Regions from separate parts of the Mus musculus genome. Here region 1 is linked to region 2. A link is a contact called in public HiChIP or PLAC-seq data. All regions are on one chromosome and are shown on one strand. Each heading gives the region's core, a stretch centred on a gene start, on an enhancer-like site or on the middle of the called end of the contact. The rest is flanking DNA. Distances are from core to core; before and after follow the strand shown. Region 1 overlaps Creld2 (cysteine-rich with EGF-like domains 2). Region 2 overlaps Brd1 (bromodomain containing 1).

The links. HiChIP or PLAC-seq counts read pairs in DNA pulled down with a chosen protein or histone mark.
Region 1: an H3K27ac HiChIP or PLAC-seq map of embryonic stem cells shows a contact between it and region 2, with 6 read pairs. The contact joins two enhancer-like sites. A contact is called at or near these places in 1 of 39 promoter capture datasets (cranial neural crest), 3 of 115 datasets of contacts at active chromatin or transcription factors (all in embryonic stem cells) and 3 of 9 other capture datasets (adipose tissue, liver and pancreatic islet).

Annotation. Positions count from the first base shown.
Region 1 is chr15:88,826,097-88,830,592 of GRCm38.p6, reverse strand. It overlaps Creld2 (cysteine-rich with EGF-like domains 2), which reads right to left. Exons shown (of 10, transcript NM_029720.2): 10 at 3,912-4,206. The coding sequence ends at 4,157. Among named protein-coding and RNA genes, the nearest start is that of Gm23144, 7.0 kb to the left of the region's middle. Within about 2 kb of position 1,687, at least 67 of the 459 cell types and tissues checked have an H3K27ac peak or open chromatin away from gene starts, as enhancers often do. A contact at or near this core is called in embryonic stem cells, where this site is marked.
Region 2 is chr15:88,707,698-88,711,801 of GRCm38.p6, reverse strand. The region is part of intron 6 of Brd1 (bromodomain containing 1); the gene reads left to right. Among named protein-coding and RNA genes, the nearest start is that of Gm41377, 24 kb to the left of the region's middle. Within about 2 kb of position 2,786, at least 40 of the 459 cell types and tissues checked have an H3K27ac peak or open chromatin away from gene starts, as enhancers often do. A contact at or near this core is called in embryonic stem cells, where this site is marked.

The DNA of each region.
Region 1 (4,496 bases), core at 438-2,937, 120 kb before region 2:
GAAATATGGGGTTCCTGGCTGACTGCCTAAGGTGGATCTGTCTCAGAAACTCGGGGTGCAGGGCCAGGCTGTTCACCCACAATGAAAGATGATGCCTGCTGAGTGAGAAATGAAACAGCTGACCACCAACTCTTCTGAGACCATGTTCTTCTAGGTCCGACTGACTGACCACTAGCCCAGTTCATGCTCTGTCATCAGGTCAGCAAACCCAGGGACAGTCACTATGTAGTGCTTCTGGAATGGCAGTATAGCTAACTCTTCACCAATAAATTCATTGCTTTGGCAGACTGGGCTTGGCTGGAATTGGTTTCTGCCACAGCTGACCTTTTCGAGGTAATGAGATGTTTATTTGCATGTCCCCAGAAGTCAGCAACAGGCACGTCCCATTGATGACATTTTGGACAGCCAGGTAGACAGAATGACTTAGTCAGGTGTTGGCAACCCTGTCAGTCTCTGAGCACATGAATGGAGGGCTGTGATGGTTTAGACAGAAGCTATGCATTCCCTGGACAGCAAGGCTGCCCCGATGACCAGTGAATACACTCAGGACAGTGCCCCCAAGAGACTGGCTGCTGCTCTGCCACAGTGGAAGGTTGATTCTCACGAAGCTGCCCACGTACCCAGTGTGGCTCTCCTCTCTGCAGAGATCCTTGGCTGAGATTCAGGCTGCCAGCCAGATGCTCCTGTCAGCATTTTTCCTCTGAGGTGGCTGCCTGGAGCTAGCCACTGTGTGATGGTGTGGTGTGGTGTGGTGTGGTGTGGTGTGGTGTGGTGTGGTGTGTGTGTGTGTACATGTGTGCATGCATACACGCTGTAGTACCATACATACCATACACCCCAGAGTGTAGAGAAACACCCCTGGACCCAGTCACTCTGGATAGTCACATTGTCCCTCAGATGTGACATTCCATGTCCAGACATTGTACCCCACCATAGGGGCCAGAGTGGCTACTGATAACCACTGCCTAAAAGGAGGGCTTATCATCCAGCCTTCCAGAAGGCCACACTGAGCTATACTTTCCACCAGAGTCAGTTTTGGAAAGAACTACTAGCTGATTCAATAACTTTCCATTATGCCTGTTGAAGGCCAGAGAAGGCTGTACCTGGCAAGGCTCCCGACCTGGGTTTATGCTGAGACCCAAAGACCCTGCTGAATCTAGAAATCTATGGTGAGATCCTCAAACGTACATGTGTGTGTGCGTGTGCGTGTGCGTGTGCGTGTGTGTGTGTGTGTGTGTGTGTGTGCGCGTGTGCGTGTTCCTTAACAGCATGCAAAGAGGGGGTTGGGCCAGAAAGCCAGCATAGGCCCCAGGTTGATGCCCTGGAGACTGTTCGACAGGTAAGGCCCACAAAGAAGGGTGGGCATGACAGGTGTTCTGAAGGAGGACTCGATATGGGCAGCAGTACCCAGATTAGGTGAGGGGGACACAAGACTTCAGGCCACAGGTCAAATGTGAAGCCAAGATTTTCTTCCTATCTTTTGAAGGACCGGTCTGAATATTCTCTCACAAACACGGGTGGGAGGGAAGCACACAGGCTCCAGGTTGCAGCTCTGGGGTGGCGGAGGGGGGGTGACGAGGAGGGGGGGGAGGGGGGAGGGATGTCCCTGTAGTGAAGAACTGGTCCCACCCAGACACAGCAGAGTGTTAGAGTTGGCTTGGCCAGTACTGATCAACAGTGCCACCTGCTGGCCATGTACCCAGACAGGACTGGTGCGTAAGGAAGAGGTGACTCTGGCCTTCCACACAGTCTGCGGGGGGCCAAGGCACAGAAGGAACCTAGGGTCCCCTGCCCCAACCCAGAAGGCTGAGTGCAGGCAGAGGGGTGCCTACATTCAAACCCCACGGTCTATGTTCCTGATCTTCAGCTTGGGAACTCCAGGCCACTGTGGTCAGGGGACCCGGTCTGTTGAATTTGCCTACCAGATGAGGTCCTACTTGAGTCTGTCCACGTTCCCCAATGGACCCTGTCTGCTGCATATATCCCCAGGTTCCTCCCCCAAGAAACATTTATTTACTTAAGGAGGGAAAAGTAGCCGTCATCTCAGGTTGGGAAGAGATACCAGGTCATCGGGGACTCTGGGTTACAAGAGCATGTCCCAGCAGCAGAAATACCTGGTCCAAGGCCACAGCACAAACAGTGCCCCACAGTGGCCAGCGCCCAAACAGCAGCCACCCACACCCTGGTCCTTGATTCCTGCAGCACCATTCATGAGAAGGCTGCCCAGGCAACCCCACCTTTCACTAGGATGTGTACCTCATCAGTGGCCTTGTGGAGACAGTGCCACCAGGGGTCACTAAGCTGTCAGGATGGATGGCTGGATGGCTGTGGCGTCTGCCTTCAGTCACCTGAGAGCTGCCTGTGGTAGGAACACTGGGGAAGCAGCAGGGATCCTGGCCTGCACACACAGGTCTGCTGTCGGCTTGTCAACCCTGGTCAGTGTCCTGACATGAACTCCCCATCCCAGTAGGGTAAGAGCGACATCTAGCTGACAGAGCCACACAGGTGGAACTGAACAGAAGCCAAACTGAGGCAGGCCAGATTCTCCATGTTAGGTTCCAGGCAGGAGCTGACCAGAGGGCCCAGTTGGCATGGTGTCAGTTGTCAGTTGTGTCTGTGAGGTACAGGGGAAAGGGCATAACATCTGTCCACTGCCTTCGCCTGTGCACGCAGGTCGCAGCTTAGGGCATCACAGCAGGAAGAGTGGCAAGGCCAGACCATGGGGACCCCCCCCCCAAGGACCATGAAGATCCAGATCCCTGGAGAGCTGCAGCAGAGGGGCACTGTGTGCTGGCAAGGCCAGGGATCCTCCAGGGGACACTCAACCTGTGTCCTGATTTTTTCTAATGTTTCTTCATGCCCAGATGAACTGTCTGTCCAGCTTAGCTCCTGAACTTGGTGGCTTCATCTTTGAACGCTGCGGCCAACACTGCCACTGCAGGCTCAGAGGCGGAGTGCCAGAGTCACCTTCTTGTTACTGAGATAATCGACTTCAGCAGAGGAAAAGGCTATGTTGGCTGAGTTTAGGGGTTCCAGCGCTCCTTCACCTGGCCACATTGCTTTGGGATGTGGTGTGCGGCACAGAATGGGTGTTTGTGGTAGGCAAGATTCCCTCATGGTCAAGAAAGGAAGTGAACCAGGATCCCAATACCCCCAAACCCCTTGGAATTCATGCCCACCTCCCACTGGGCCCCAACTCCTGGTTATCCCATACTTAGCAGAGACCAGGCTTCTAGAAAATATGTTCAGCAGCCCCTGAAGCTACATGTCACAATGTGTTTACCCAAGGCAGACCACAGTGTAGGCCAGAATATCTCACACACACACACACCACTGTCCTCTACTACACTGGACACCTGCTCAGGGTCAACTTGCCATGCACCCACCAAGGCCAGTAGATTCTGAGTCCTCGTGGGGTCCCATCTATCCCTGAGTCCTCATGGGAAAACATGGGTCCATCTATCTTCCTGAGTCCCCATGGGAAGACATGAATCCATCTCTCTCCCTCTTGAGTCCTCATGGGAAAACATGAGTCCATCTATCTCCCCCCGCCCCCCGCCCCCGAGTCCTCATGGGAAGATGTGTGTACATCTATCTCCCTCTGAGTCCTCATGGAAGACATGTGTCCATCTATCTCCCTCTAAGCCCTCATGGAAGACATGGGTCCATCTATCTCCCTTTGAGTCCGAATGGGAAGATGTGTGTCCGTCTATCTCCCTCTGAGTCTGCATGGGAAAACATGCGTCCATCTATCTCCCTCTGAGTCCTCATGGGAAGCCCTGGGTCCAACTATCTCCCTGATCCTCATGGGAAGACATGCGTCCATGTATCTCCCAGCTTTGGCAGGACAGGTACAAACTGACTAGTGGTAATGCCCACATTCTCAATGAAACAAACCAACACGTCCTGTTCCTGGTGACCTTCAATGATCATTTTTATTATAAAGAACAATATCAAAATATACAAATCTGTGTAAGAACCACCAAGAAATGCAGCTTTTGAAAGGGCCAAGTGAGCATCAGCTGTGTCCGAGTACGCAGCTTCTCCCTCTGAAGTCTTCCTGGAGAAATGGGGTTCATGTCCATGGGCCACATTTTCTATAGGTATCCTCTCAATAACTTAAAGGGTGAGTTTGGCTTCTGAATCCGGATGCCCGTCACAAATCCTCACGGGAGGGTGGCTGTGTGGGGTTTTCCTCTGTGACTTCTGTCAGAAGACACGAAGGTCACTGAGTTAGTGCCTCAAGGCTGGGTGGGCAGGCAGCTGGAGGATGAGCACTGCTACCCCAGTACCCACTGGTGGGCTCACGCCCTGGGATGGCACCCTGCCTTCCCCCTGACCTAGCAACTTTCTAAGGACAGCTCAGGGTGAGCCCCAACATTCACTAGGATGCTTAGGATGGCACTCCAGAGTCTTAGCCAAGGCTGAGTAGTGAGGTAAGAGGTATGAGGTGGAGGGCAGAAGTCGACGGTAGGCAATGCTGTCCTCTGGCTGCA
Region 2 (4,104 bases), core at 1,537-4,036:
ATCGTACGGACTTAGGTTTTATCCGGTACGTTTCCTTCTCCTGGATGACCAGCTGCCTGGTCACTGTGGCCTGACTCGTGAGGTCAGAGCCCTTGGAGACTCCTCACTTCTGGCTTCCTGTGTATCTGACCCAGAGAAACTGTCTGTCTCAGGCATCTCTAGGGCATACAGGATAGGGTTGAATTCTTTTTTTCTCAAGATAGGATGTAGTGCCACACTCAGGAAGCTAAGACAGGAGGTTCACCACAAATTTAAGGTCAGTCTAAACTATAGTGATTTCTAGGCTAGTGAGTTACACCCTGAGACCCTGCCTAAAAACCAAAACTGATCCTAACAGTATAATTAGAAAGAAAAGCAGCCAGGCCAGAGTGTGGCTTAGTAGTGTTTCTTTGCATGCACAACATTTGGGTTCAATGTCAACACAGCATAAACTGGGTTGATACAAAGATTAGAATTTAAAGGTCATATTGGCTATAGAGTGAATTAAGGCTAGCCTGGGTTACATGAGACCTTGCTTTGAAAAATAGATATGCATGCACCCACACAGGTGACAAGATTTCTGAAACCCTAGATAGGTCCAGCAGGAACTGAGCCTGATAGCCACCAGGATTACAGAGCGACTCTCAGATCTTCACCTGCATCCATGTTCTTTTCTCCAGATTGTGTGGGAGGCAAGGGTGGGCTCCAGCCTCATCTGTTGTGGCCGTGACTGTGCTTTGGGTGGTATCGGCTGCCCTGAGAAGCAGAGGAGCCCAGTGACATCTGGGAGTCTTTGACCCCACAGCTTCTGATTCTCGTGCTCTGTAGATGGGCAGGGCTCAGAGGCCTCACAGTTGAGATTCCAGGAAACTGGCTTTGTCATTGCTAAATAAATTTCTGTGCCAGACTTTTTGCCAAAAAGGAAAGTAATAATGAAAAGTACAAATTTATTTCTTACTCAGTGATTGCAGTAGAAAGCATGACCTGTGGCAGGGTGAGCTCTGGGTACTCTGCCGCTGTCTTGAGCCTGCAGTAAGGAAGATACTTGTCTTAGTTAGGGTTTTTCTGTTGTGAGCAGACATCATGACCAAGGCAAGTCTTACAAGGACAACATTTAGTTGGGGCTGGCTTACAGGTTCTGAAGTTCAGTCCATTATCATCAAGGTGAAAACATGGCAGCATCCAGACAGGCATGGTGCAGGAGGAGCTGAGAGTTCTACATCTTCATCTGAAGGCTGCTAGCAGAATATTGGCTCCCAAGCAGCTAGGAGCCCACACCCACAAGGCCATACCTCCCAAAAGTGCCACTCCCTGAGCTGAACATATAATATACAACCATTACATTCCACCCCCTGGCCCTCATAGGCTTGTCCAAACATAAGCCTATGGGAGCCATACCTACACATAGCATAATGCAAAATACATTTAGTCCGACTTCAAAAGCCCCCATAGTCTATGGCAGTCTCAACAATAATCGTCCAATAACTTAACTGTAATCCCCAAAGCAAGACAGGAAGCCAGCTGGGCTCTGCATCTCCATGTCTGATGTCTTCAGATCTTCTATTCCTTTTTCATCTTTGTTGACTGCAACAAACTTCTTTCTCCTGGGCTGGTTCTACTCCCTGGTAGCATAGCAGCTTTCCTTAGCAGATAGTCCAACTACCACTCTGGTATCTCCAAGGCAGCTTCTTGTTTTAATGTCTGGGCCTCCTCTCCAAGGTGACGTCACTTCCCCAGCTCTGCCCTCGGTAGCTCTAAGCTCAGGTTGATCCCTCCACTGCCGCTGCTGCTCTTGGTGGCCATCATCTCCAATACACTGGGGGCTTCCGCTGCAACTAGAGCCTCTCTAGGCTCTCTTCATGGTGCCAAGCCTCAACTCCTTTGCATGGCCCCTTCAGTCCTGGGCCATCATCTGCAACCGAGGCTGCACTTTGATCAGTGATCTTCCGCCTCAGCTGCTCTTCATGGCCCCTTCATGCCTCAAGGCCAGTGCCACCTGGGGGACCATTGCAGTCACCCAGCATAGCTGCAGCATGAGGTGCAACCTTGGCTGTCTCTGGAACACAGCTTCTTGGTGCTCAGAAAACACTTCCAGTGATGCTGGTTGTCGTCATGATTTATTTATTATATGAGTACACAGTTCTCTTCAGACACACCAGAAAGAGGGTATTGGGCCCCTGTTACAGATGGTCGTGAGCCACCATGTGGTTGCTGGGAATTGAACTCAGGACCTCTGGAAGAGCAGTCAGTGCTCTTAACCACAGAGCCATCTCTCCAGCCCTGCCGGTCTCTTAATCACTGCTAATGCCTTAGCTCCCGCTAACCAGCATCAGCTGTCCCAGGAGTCTTTCTCCTCGTGATTATAAAGCCAGAGACACATGGCCGAAGCTGCTTGCTGGAGCTGGAACATGGCCCCTAGTTCTATTGCGTCATCACTAGCTTCCAGCTTTCGCGCTCCTTCAAGGCCTAAGTTTGTCACGTGGGGATCTTGCTCAGAACTCTGAGATATGCAAGCCTGACTCCTGGGATTAGAGGTGTGTACCAGCACGCCCGGAATTAAGCTTTTCTTCACCTACAACTTGATCTGTCCTTGAAAGTAGAGATCTGCCTGCCTTTGCCTCCAGGAATTAAAAAGCTTGTTCTGCCCAGTATAGACCAAAACTTAACTGGGTGGGATCTTGCCCCAAGGTCACTAGTCCCTTAATTCAAACTAATGTCCTTGAACACATTCAGCTCCATTCACTTCCAGTATTCCTTTCTAACCTTGCAATGCTTATTCACATGCTCTTCCTGAGAACAAAGTCTACGATGGGCCTTTCTAAGGCTTCCTTTGTCATTGTAATTAACCTGAGCCTCCTTAGCCTCAGGCAGACTCTTCAGCCAAGGGCAAAAATAGCTACTTCTTCACCAAACTACAAAAACAAGGCTCTAGACCACATAACTGAAATTCCTCACTGAAACCTCTTGTGCTGGGTCTACACAGTTCCGATTACTCACAGCAACAAAGTGTTCCATAGTCCAGCTAGGATAGACCATGAAGCCCCACTTGAAACATTCTGTGGCCTTCCAAATCCCAAGTTCCCCAACCTACATTCTTATAAGCAAAAACACGGTCAGGCCTATTACCGCAATATCTCAGTCCCTGGTGCCACCTGTCTTAGAGTTTTTCTGCTGTGAGCAGACACCATGACCAAGGCAAGTCTTCTAAGGACAACATTTAATTGGGGCTGGCTTACAGGTTCCGAAGTTCAGTCCATTATCAAGGTGGAAACATGGCAGCATCCAGACAGGCATGGTACAGGAGGAGCTAAGAGTTCTACGTCTTCTGAAGGCTGCTAGCAGAGTACTGACTCCCAGGCAGCTAGGAGCCCACCCATGAGGCCACACCTACTCCAACAGGGCTACACCTCCTAGCATTGCCGCTCCCTAAGCAGAGCATATACAAACCGCAATACTGGCCCTGTTGAAAGAGAAGCCAACCAGCAGAGCCTGCAGGTCTAGCACTCAGGTTGAGGAGGGAGGATTACAAGTTTGAGGCCAGCCTGGACTCAGCAAGCACAAAACAGAAGAAAGGAGGCTTGAGAAGTTGAGTGGTGGTTTTTGTTGCGGTGACTGTAAGCCAGTTGGACAGTGTTTGTCGTGTCCCACTGCTAAGTTAGTGCTGTTTAGACAGGGCGCTAATGAGTCTCCTAGGCCAGCTACCAGGTCTGGGCAGGGCTCATTTATGGTAGGTGTCTCTGTTGGCCCTGCTGTTCCTTTGGTTTTATCTTCGCATAGATTAAATAATTTTTTGGCTATTTCACTAATTTAAGTCCTGCAGTCAATGTTCCTAGAGTCTGGGGAGACCTGCGGACTCTGCAGCCTAGTTTCCTTTTGGTCATGATGTATGTGCAAGAACTTGAGCTAGGATGATGTTCACAATGTATAAACAGTCCATGTGAACATATTTACACACACGCAGCGTCTGTCAGTAGTCCATCTTGCGTCTATGTTGGTGCACTCAGACATGTCTGGTGGTCTTTGTGCCTCTCACTTTTTACAGAGCAGGACTGAGTTGGGTCTTAGTCCAGGAAAAGCCATGTGTGTTACCCACATCTCCTCTGCTACGGCCACACTAGTCCTTTG